Linked DNA regions of Anas platyrhynchos: region 2 is linked to region 1. Evidence: chromatin contacts called from public Hi-C data. All regions are on one chromosome and are shown on one strand. The core of a region is the stretch at or near the end of the contact, and the rest is flanking DNA. Distances in the headings are between cores, read along the strand shown.

Region 1 (5,572 bases), core at 3,018-5,517:
AGAAGCCATGCAAGTGTGGTTTCTGACATACCGTGTACTGCATAGCTCTATGAACACTCCTTGGATGAAGGAGCTATGCAGCCGCTACAGAAATGTCAGCATCCTCGTTCCAGCTTTCTGAAATCAGCTGGAGCCTTTCCCTTGCCATTAATCTCAATTTAGGGAGGCAGGTAGGTTGCAGTTAAGTGCAGCCTTCCTGGAAGTGGCTCTTACATACATGTCTAATGTTAAGCCCATTCCACTGCTCTGGATAAAGAAAATTTCCTGAAGCTGAGCCTCCGCCAGAAGCTGGAGTGGGTCCAAAGAAGGTTATTCTGGGTGAGCTCCCTGAGGGATTTCAGCAGATAATTTTGTGCGTCCCTGTAGCACCCTATCCTGGAGATCAGGAAAGTAATCTTTTGATTGGATTCCACCTGATTAATTGCCTTCTTGGATTTGCTAATGTCCAGTGCTTTAGAAATCGTATTCTGGCATCTCCATCAACGCCTATGGTAAAAGCTTCAATAGAGAGCCATGAAACGTTGTTTCATTTTAGATTTCAAAAATACTGTGACTATGGTGTCAAGAAAAATATGCTGAAACCATTGTGGCGTGGCATATGCATTTATCCCATCAAAATAATGGAAATGCTTTTTTGTCCTGCTTTCTCTCTCTTTTTTTTTTTTTTTTTTTTTTTTTTTTTTTTTTTTTTTTTTGGCCCTATATAGCATGCATTTCCTCAAAGTGCTTTCTTCAAGAAGGCTGAGTTTAGCATTTCCACTGCTGGGTTTCACTCACCCTTTCTGAGATGGGAGAAAGAAGAAATAACCATTTTCATAAAAACTCCTTCACTTTTGAAATAAATTAGATTTTTCACAGTTCCCAAGAACATCTGCAGACCTGCATTACCAAAGTATGCGTACCTTGTTCTGTGTGTAAGTGTGTGATTGTTACGTTTAATTTAAGAATGTGTTCACAAAATTTCCATTACATGTTGATACCATACCTTGGTTTTACCTTTACCCAGATCATTCAGAGGTCTCATTTTCTCATTGGGATGACCACAGGCTTCATGCTGTTATCTTCTGGATGGGGATGAACCTGCCTACAGCAGCCTGGAAAGCACCAGGGCACAGGAGGCAGTATGCAGACTGCCGAGGGCAGGCTTGGGTCTCAATCCCATGAGATCTCAAGGATAAGGAATAGCTCCACAGTCCAGGGCAAACTGTTAAATCAAATTCCTGATTTATGCTATTCTGCAGGGAGGGCCATACCTCAGGCACCTACAGTACATGCAGAGATTTACCTTTACCATTACCCCTCTTCCACCACCAGAGCTATCTATGAGCTCAGTGTTAACTGCAACCCTCCAGCCCCAAAGCAGCACCATACTGGCTTAACTTGAGTTTATACCCTGACATGTGCAACAATTCACTAAGCGCACACAATGGCATGTGAACTATGGGACTAAATGTATCAGCCACCGAGGTATCTATACGCTGGAGGACAGGAGTCTTAAGATGACAATGTATTGTCTAAGTGGCATCCTAGATCTTCATTTTAAAGTGCTTAGTGCTATTGCAATAGCAGGAAAATGTTTCTAATGCAAATTTCAGATAAAAGTCAGTAGTTTCTTCCCACAAACACTACAGTGAATAGTCTGGAGTCAAGTGGGTGTTTATTTGTCTGCTAGCCACCTCCTCATCTGCTCCAGATTCTTTCAGAGCTGACGATCTTCAGTTTATTGTCCTGGAGAGCTGCGAATCAGTAGGGTGCAAGGGACAGACTGCCTGCCTGGTTTTGAGCATATGTATTTCCACTCAAATTAGCATGAAAGGCATCCCAGGTCAAAAAAAATAAATAAAAATGACCCATCTCTGTCTTTCCTACCACTGACGTTCTTCAGCCTGGTGTTACAGCTGCTAAACAAGGAGTTTTTATGGGATAATTTTAAAAGTTGTTACTGGCTGATAATCAAAGGCCCTTAAAAGAAAAGCAGCACTGGAGGTAAGGAAAGAGCAGATGGAAAAGCATACACAGGAACTACCGCAATTACAGAATCCATATGATATAATAGCAAATGTTTTGCCATGTAATGCCTCATTCACAATAATGATGTGAGGCAAACTGTCTTTCAATGGTCATGAAGGAAAACAATTCTCAGGCAGAAGCACCATCTGCTGGTGGACACCAGTTTTATTACTTCACTTGGGAAGTTTACAGTAAAACCATTCTAAGCAACTACCTAAGAGATTGTTAGAGGTGCCTAGGAGCTGTCTTTGAGACCTTAATCCAAGTCTTAAATGTGATATTTACTCACTTTTCACGTCAAATCCCTCATGGCGTTGTGTTACTCCAGTTCCTAGCTGAGAAGCTCTACAAGCAGGTCTTTGCTTTGACAGAAGCAAAAGGTTTCTTACATTTGGAAAAGGATCAGGCTTTCAGTCTCTTCTCACTTAAGTCAATACAACAACTTTCACTGCCTCCCAAGCACCACAAGTGTTTCTTCAGTGACAGCAGGAGATACTTTAGCCTTGGGCTACAAAGACTGTATGTCTCCCCATTTGTCCATAGAGGTTTTTTCTATAAGTGGAAATTGCTTTCTGCCCAGAAACATGGAGTAAGGGCAAATACCTTACAAGCTTTCAAGAAAAGGTCAAGACACTGGGCTATGTTTTGCCCAGTGGATATACTGAATGATTAAAAATTTCCTTACATTTCAGTCCAAAGGAAATGTGAAAAACACTGTGCTGTATGTTATACAGGAAATGGTTAGTGTGCTTACAGAGGCTTTATTTTGAGTTAATTTCATATGTTCCTTCATTAAAAATTTACTCCAGTGAGTAAATTGAGACCTGAGATCTCAATGCAGCATCACGAAATCACCCCTGCTCCTGGCCTTCAGTGAAAAAACAAAGGGTTCCTTACAGCAAACTGCTTCTTCTCCAGAAGGACCCCAAACATTCCAGATCCAAATGTAATAATGTACAGGGACTGGCTGAAGAAAGTCTTGAATCATCTCTGTGATTTTTGATTTTGCCAACCCACACTCACAATTAAAGTAAAAACATGGTTTCCGTAGCTTGAGGCTCATCTAGATTAATTTCATCTTCTTGGAGGGGAAGTCTCCAAAATTTCAGCAAGGAGACTTTTTCTTAAAACTGATCTGCAAAACTTGTGTTGTTTTTGGTTTTTGTTTGTTTGTTTGTCTGTTTTTCTGCTTTCTCTGGTCAGATTTTAGTTTTGATATGTAAACCTTTGCATTACAGCTAAGAACTACCCTAAAGCTAACACACCAGATAAGTGCTCTGTAATGGGTTGAAGAGAGTGGTGTGTCATCTGTGTGCCCATTTATCAGGAGGACCAAACCCGTGGGGAGATCACTCACATTTTTTACTTCAAAGGCTCCATATCAGACCGTATTTGGCACACATCTCAAAGCCCTGTGCCTAACCTGGATCTCTGGCTAAATGTCATCATAGAAGACAAGGAAGCTGATTAGATATAAAAATATCTGTGTCTTTGGAATGCCTGCCAGTGAAGCAAAAGTGGATTTAATCTCTTCCAGATACATGGTTTTCCACAGAGCAGAACAATGAGATGTCCCTTGCTTTTTCTCTCAGAGAACACGGAATACCAGAGATGATGCAGATCCCTTCAACCGCAGCTGGCATTGTTGCTCTAAATACCATTTCCTATTTGAAGGGCCAACTGCAGTCTTATTAAGGTAGCAAACACTTTATCTTTCCCTTCAGATATCAGGCCAGTAGCAAAAGCACTCTAAGGTGACCCAAAATGGGTTCCTCCTATTTCTTTCTGTCTGCAGCTGAGGACTATGAGACAAAGAAGCAGACCATGAAGAAACGGCCGTGAAGAAATGGCCACAGAAGAAAAAGTGATGTTCTACCAGTATTAGGCTACAGGCATTTTGTTTAATATCCTTGCACTGATAGGTACTCTTCTGTCTGGAAGTCTCAATGTTGCTTTAAGCACAAGACCGGCTCAGTCTTAGAGTGAAAGCTCTTTTCACTGGAATCTTTTGACAAACTCAATGTATTTTTAAGCTCTATCTTTTTAGAAGATATTTGCTGAAAATACAGATACAGTTTTGCTCATGTAACGCTAAACAATCTGGAAGCTTCCAGACGCACTGCATGTGGTGTGAGATTTTCTTTAACAAGTTGGAACTTTGAAGGGAGCTTTATCTCACCAGGCAGGAACAGCATGAGCTGTACCCTGTAGCATCTCACAGCTGATACGAGTCTGAGGAAGGGTGAGAACATTACTTCCGAAGGACACAGACACATACCACCCAGAGACAGAGCCTGGCTACCCACACAGAGCAGCCTCAAGGAGGTCCACATCTGCAGGACTGCACTCTGTGCTCTCTTGCTGTCTGTGGGACTTTTTTGGGTAATAGGACCACCATGTACCTGAGCAGCTCAAATGAAAACATTAATTTGCTAACCGCATTTCAGGAAAGGAACTGAAAACAAAGACTTTCAAGGAAAATGAGGTGTGTAATACAATTAAAATTAATGGGAGCTAGGAAATGCAATTGCTTTGAGAAACAGAGTGGGTGTTTTTTATGGTCACTGAGTGACTCTGATGGGACAGAAGGCTGAGCCTAGGTCTTCTCAGCTGTGGCTGTCTCTGCTCACCCACTGACCCCTGATAACTTTGCCGTAGAGAGATTTATGAACCCTGTCCTCCACATAATCTGCATCAGAGTTCTCATTCCTACATAATGCCCTACCTTATACCTAACATCCATGCTACCTGGATGATGAAAATCTGCCTGAGAAATCTGGCAGTGTCCTAGAGTTGCCCTTGCTCTTTTAAACAACGGTCCCTATATTCACAGGTAAGCAGTATTTTTAATTGATCATTAATGACACATCACAGGTAGCTGAAGTTCATGAGATGAGTGATGACCAAAGGCTCATCTGAACCATCCTGAACTTTGCGGAACTGGAGATCAGATACTGTGTCAGGAATCATTAATAATCGATTGAAACCAACTCTCCCATTTAACAGGAGGAATTCAGGAGCTTAGAGCCATCTTTGTGATAGAATCTGATCCTAATTCATATCACTGTGTACCTGAGCTCTTCCTAGGTTAGCCATAATCCCAGAACAATGTCCCTGGTAATTTTTATGGTATCATCAACTGTAATCAAGGAAATGATCTCAAATGCATATGCAAAATAGGGTCTAGAATCACAGCCTGTACAGCATCAAAATGGCAAGTAGGCAGAACACAGAAATCCCCTTTTACAGATGATTATTATTATTATTGAATACAGTTGTCTTCCACCTCAGACAGAACTCTAACAGTTCATCTTCCTCTCGGAAAGGGGATGGAGTCTCAGGTTGGTGTGTGGGAAGGGGGAGGAGGAAGCACAGGTGCAGTCTGCATGATGCCTGGGCCACTGAGGAGCTGTGAGATGGGTCTGTCAAAATCTCATCCAAACCTAAAGCCATTAAGTTTCAACAAGTTGGTGATTTCCTTGTTTTGTTGCTGTTTCTTCAGCCAGCTGCCATGGTGATGGATCCAGTCCGGAGGGGGTACTAACACAATACTGCTGCTGTA
Region 2 (5,610 bases), core at 1,324-3,823, 73 kb before region 1:
TGAGCAATTTTGATGTCCTAGCTCATTCAGTAGTGTGACAGCAGCGTTCGGACCCCCAGCACCTATTGGTATAATGATGCAGATGGGATTAAAAGAAAATGAACCATAGGAAAATGTCCCTCTTCTACAGAAACCTGAGCGAGTCTTGAGCCGGCGATGTAGCATTAAGATGAAATCAGGTGTGATAGAGTAAACAAAATTATTGGTTTTATGCTACGAAACACTAAAGATGTTAAAGACACACTTTGCTAGAGCAGAGCTAAGTAGAGGAGAGTTGCAACCAGACAGCATCTGCATCAACTATGACAAGGATTCAAGTATTCATCCACCTCCCGGCTGTGGTCATGGCAAGCCCCTCATTATTCCCGCTGCTGCAACATGAGTAAGCAGCTAAAAACAGCCAGGCAAGGGGCAATGCCCAGCAAACATTTTTCTCCTCCCAGCACCACTTGGTGAGCCCTGCTGCTTCTGGTGCCAGCCAGGAGGGATACGGGCTCCCAAAGGATGTGAGGAGCAGTGGCAGGGGTGTTGTGGCAAGGGGCAGAAGCTCAGGCAGCTGGGGACTCAGCCTGTGATGCACTACAATACTCAGAACAAAGACTTGTGGTTCAGGAAAAGTACCCAAGAGTAAGACGCTAAAGCTTTTGAATAGTTTCTGGAGGTCCTCACTGACCAGGATGTGCATACGACACTTGCAGGTAGTGAATCATTTGTGGTTATAGTTCTGCACAAACAAGAACCTCACTTTATTTATTTATTTTTTAAACATTTAGGGTAAAAAGGTGGCACTAGCTGGAGCTTTTTGACATGAGTGTCGCTGGTCATAACACCAGAAAAAACAATATCCTCTCGGTGAGATCTACTGGAAACTATTTGGATGGTACGTTTGCTGCATTAATACAGTTTGAGTAATGGACAGTGTTTGGAAACAAAACTTTCCAAACGAAGGGAATGATGTACTATATCTGGTGCAGGAGCTGAACAACAGGAATTCACATTTTCCATTTCCTGGTGCGGAACAAACAAAGTAGGCTTAAAATTAGTAAATCTGTTAGTCACTGCGTTATGAATGGCACGGTCAAGTAAAGCCACGGCTTGGGGAACATGTTTGCTATAGCTACATTTCTAAATAAAACGGGCCTGCTGCTTGGCACGTGGCACACCTTAGCAGGACGGAGCATTTGACATCTCACATCTGAGCATCTTCATGACTGGGGTTTAGGATCAGGCTTCGCAGGGCTGGGATGTACCTCACAAGGCTCTGTGGGCTGCTGCTTGCCATGGCTCGACGGGAAGCAACAAGCCAACAGCTCCCACCCTGGGCTCCACTGCCATGGTGGCTTTTTCAAAACCCTTGTGTTGCGTAGCACTTTGGGATTTCAGTAAAGGAAGTAAGTTTGTGTCTTCCAAAGCAGTTTGGTCTAGATCTGAGCTTTATTTTTAGCTATATTCTTTTCATTTAATGACAGTACCTATTCTGGGGACATTTGCTGTTCAATAACAAGAAGGTACATGCTCAACCAGGAGGATTTAATGAACCCCATCCCTTTTACAACCGTTTTGGTTAAAGTCACCTCACCGTTTGTTGAGGTGATGCTCTCCCCAGGCTGTGGCTGAGCACTGCTTTTCCCAGGTGCCACAAAAGGCGTGAGCAGCTGAAGTCACTTCTGCCAGCCCCAGGTCAGAAGCAGAGGTCTTCAGCCCCACCGCTGGCTGAGAAAGAATGGAAATTATGAGCTTAGCAATAGTCCCTTATTTAAAGCAAGAGGAATGTGTGACAGCCTGAATTAAGGAGGGACAGTTTCGCTCGTGTCTAGCCTATTGTTACAAGTGGGAGGGAATTCAAAAAAACCGAGCAGGCTTGTTTGCTTAGGAGGGAAAGAAAGAAATGCCTGAAGTAACGCAAATATGCAGTGTGTGGAGAAAATGCCCACATATGCACAATTAAAGCGTGAGTGTATAAATGCAGACACAAACCCCAGGGCAGGAGAGGAGCAGGGGCAGGCAGTGCCCTTCATTCAGCAGCTCCAACAACAAGCCAGCCACCCTTCTGGAGGCACAAAATTTCTGCTCTCTGCATGTGTGTTTGAGCTGGGTGCACTGAAACTTCTTAGGGGTGGAAGTTGTGTGGATGGGGGAAGCAGGACCGCTACGGTCTAACAAGGACCCTCCTCAGGAACGGCAGTGGAAGCGAATTTTTGCTTTCTTGCCAGTCCAGGAGCCAGTGGTGTGGAGTAAAAATGTTTCATGGCCATTAGGAAGCCACCAGGTTATGTGGGTATGCCTTTTGTAATCACGACTGTCAGCCCGTCCCGTGCACAAACCACTTTGGGAACCCGCGTCCTTCTGCTGAACCGGCACTGCTGGTGCGCTTCTGCCTCCCTCTTTCTTTTATGTCTGCACAAAACAAAAACTAACCAAAATAAAACCCCAACTACACACATGTGCATGCACACACAAAGCCAAAACTAACGAAAAACCAGGCCAACATGCTAAGGGGCTGGCTTTTAAGGCTGATGGTGTAGATATTGAGATTCATCAGGCCATTTATTTCAGGGGACTGGCACGAAACTCTTGGGCTATGTTTCAGTATCGCTCCCCCATCGCTGCCTTTGACCACTAACCACGCGGACTGTTGGTTTTCGTGTTCTTCATTTCTGCCTTTTTCAGCAGCCTCAGGCTCACATCTCCTGATCGCCGGCAATAAAAGTTGGAGTGCAGCGCTGACAGCATATCTACCACAATTAATCTCTTTCCGCACGCATTCGAGGTTTGCTTTCAGCAATGTCATTAGGTGGAGCTGCAGCCTCTGGCACTTCTTGGGAGCTCCATCTCTGTCATTCATTAAACGCGCTGAAGAGGGACGGTAACCTCAAGACAGATTAATTATCATCATTGCTTCCAAGTATATCGTGCCCAAACTCTATGAGAGGTTTTCTAGGTAACTGAAAGATGAGGTCCCTGCAATGAGGAAGTTGCAATTAAAACCCGCGGTGCTGATATAGGAAAGGAAGAGAAGGAGTTGCCTCGAAGAACAGAGCGGTGAAGTTTGCATTGAGCTTCATTTCGCTGCTCTCCTCCTCACCCTGTATTGCAGGCCCTGCTCTGAGGTAAGGAGTTAAGTGCTGACAAAGTGCATTTGCATAACGTGGGCCCATGGCAAGTTTAGTTATGCTTGCAGGTAGGCTCCTTCCATCCCACGCCAGCACAGCCAGCTCCTAACCCCCACGCATCATTGACCTGCGTTCCTGCATCCACGGGGAGCTGGGGAGGCTCACTCCAGGTAGGGAATAACCAAGAGATGATTTTATTTGAAATGGAGGAGAACTAGTTGGTGATTTTGGTAAAGTCAGGATTTTGTGTCCATCAGTCCTGCAGCTTCTTTACAGCTACCTGAAAGGAGGCTGCAGCAAGGGGGCTGTTGGTCTCTTTTTTTCTCGGGTGAAAAGTGATGAGACACAAGGAAAGGGTCTCATACTGTGCTGGGGAGGTTTAGGTTGGAGATCGGGAAGGATCTCTTCCCAAGGAGGGTGGTCAAGCATTGGAACGAGCTGCCCTCAGAAATGCTGGAGTCCCCATCCCTGGAGGTATTTAGAAGGTGTGTGGACATGGCACTTAGAGACATGGTCTGGTAGGATGGTGAAAATTTTGGTGATCTGGCAGGTCTTTTCCAGCCTAGATGATCCTGCGATGCTGTGCTTTTCCTCCAGACCAGAGAACAAAATGTCAGCAGCTGTGTTAACACCACTGGGTATGGCAGGGACGGGCACTGTGTAAGACGCTGTGGCCCAACACATGCTGCAGTAGTGTTGCAGTCCTAGAAAAATTTGTGGTCTCCATCGTTTTGTTTGCAATGCCATTGTGGTCCAGAGGCACTGCACTTACTGCATCAGCACGCTCAGCACAAAGCTGAAATGTCCCAACAGAAGTATGCCTAGTCAATGCTACCTCTGTGTTTGTTTTCCCACAGACATTGTAGTTAGGGAAATGTGCATATTTCTTTTTTTTATTTATTTTATTTTTTTTTATTGTGTTCTTAGTTTGTGCAGGTCGCTATTGTTTCTAATTTCAGCAAGAGGCAGGGGATCATCTAACAGCGTGTGGCTCTGTGCAAGGAGTGCCTGCTGCAGCTGAGGGGCTGTACCAAGGGATGCATAGCTTGACACCAGTTTCTTACCAATTTTCCCTAAATGCCTGCCCTGACCGCTGTAAGGCAAAATACCGGGTTAAAAGAAATGACCAGTTATGGCTGTTCGTAGGAGCTGGTCAATGTTTCCTGGAAGAAATGATTCACAGCTGGCCTTTACTTCAAGGCATTTGAGATGCTGTGTGCCCTGTCAGATGTTCATGTCTTCTGAGTCAGCCCACACCCTTTTGCTTTTCTCCTGTGAAATGTGTGGCAAAGTGAAGAGGAACCTGGCAGAAAGTGCTCCAGGTGGAGCAACACCACTCTCATGTTGCCTTTTCTGTACTTTCTGTTCCCAAGCCCCAGGACTTTTATTTCCTTCTACTTGGTTGTGATCACAGAAGAAAGATATCCTACATATGTTCATGTGCTAACCAAAGAATGATTTACTCTTTGGATTATAAAGCTACAAACAAGTTGTTGCATAGCCCAAACAGCTACCTGATATTCAGGGCTAGGTGGGATCCTTCCAATCAAAGAAAAACTGGGTGTTGTGGTTCATGCTTGCTTTGTCTGGTTTAGGTTGCAAATATCAAAAGCTTTCCTCCTTGAACCGCAGAGGTGCTCAGCAGCAGGCAGTTTGCTTGCTCACCACACCCACATCGAGCTCCCCCTTCCCTCTCACCTCATGGCATGGGGGGAGCCCCATGTCTGTGCTTGCATCGGGGACACTTCTCTTGCAAACCACCAGCCGCCTTCACGAGGCTCTTCTACCTTTCTGCTTCTGGTGAAGACCTCGGATAGGCTGCCAGGGCACAGCTGGAGAAAATGTGGCCAGCTATGGGTCAGTGAACCAGAAACAGAAAGCATCTTGGGGCTCCTGAAGGGCAGCAGTGTGTTCACACTGCCCACATCTGCTGTTTGCTCAAGGGAGAAAAAAAGACCACAGCGGGGAGATCTGTGTGCCTGCTTCTGCGGAAAAGCTTATCTATACCTGCTGCAAAACACACTTCTTCTTTAAAAGGATAAGAGAAGAAAAAAAGAGTCTGGAATAGCTCTGCCTTTGAAAGCCTTCCTTGATAATGCAGGCAACGCTGGGCCTTACATTACCTGCAAGTGCAGGGAGCGGTGGGTGGCATGTGTGAGGACATAGCTTCGATTATTTTATCTAAATGACTGGAAAGGTATTTTGCTTTTTTGCTTCTCAGGATGCAAGGTTTCCCTTCCCCCATGACCTGGCTCCTTCTCTGAACGAGTGCATTTTTGAGAATGCCTTTCCTAGCACATGGAGGAGCCTCCTCTCACGACCTTAACCTAGCAATTTAGTGCAAATTCTTGTGAGATTGGAAGGGGCGTTTGAACAGCTATTTCTTTCTGTACCATTAGAGGATCTTTGATCTTGCTTTCTGCTGGCAGTGCTGACAGCAAAACTGGTTTCTGAGCATAAAACATCTCTGCTTTTTGGTGTACGGGGAGACCTGTTG

Evidence for each region. Hi-C and Micro-C count contacts between places; a contact is called where the count stands out from the background.
Region 2: a Hi-C map of subcutaneous adipose tissue shows a contact between it and region 1, with 1.8 times the contacts expected there. The contact joins the promoter of KCNE1 here to the enhancer-like site in region 1. A contact is called at or near these places in 4 of 8 Hi-C or Micro-C datasets (F5 follicle, liver, skeletal muscle and 1 more).

What each region holds. Positions count from the first base shown.
Region 1 is chr1:111,286,371-111,291,942 of IASCAAS_PekinDuck_T2T, reverse strand. The region is part of intron 2 of KCNE2 (potassium voltage-gated channel subfamily E regulatory subunit 2); the gene reads right to left. Among named protein-coding and RNA genes, the nearest start is that of SMIM11, 17 kb to the left of the region's middle. Within about 2 kb of position 4,267, at least 5 of the 8 cell types and tissues checked have an H3K27ac peak or open chromatin away from gene starts, as enhancers often do. A contact at or near this core is called in F5 follicle, where this site is marked.
Region 2 is chr1:111,357,599-111,363,208 of IASCAAS_PekinDuck_T2T, reverse strand. KCNE1 (potassium voltage-gated channel subfamily E regulatory subunit 1) reads left to right here and starts at 2,573. Exons shown (of 2, transcript XM_038173395.2): 1 at 2,573-3,110.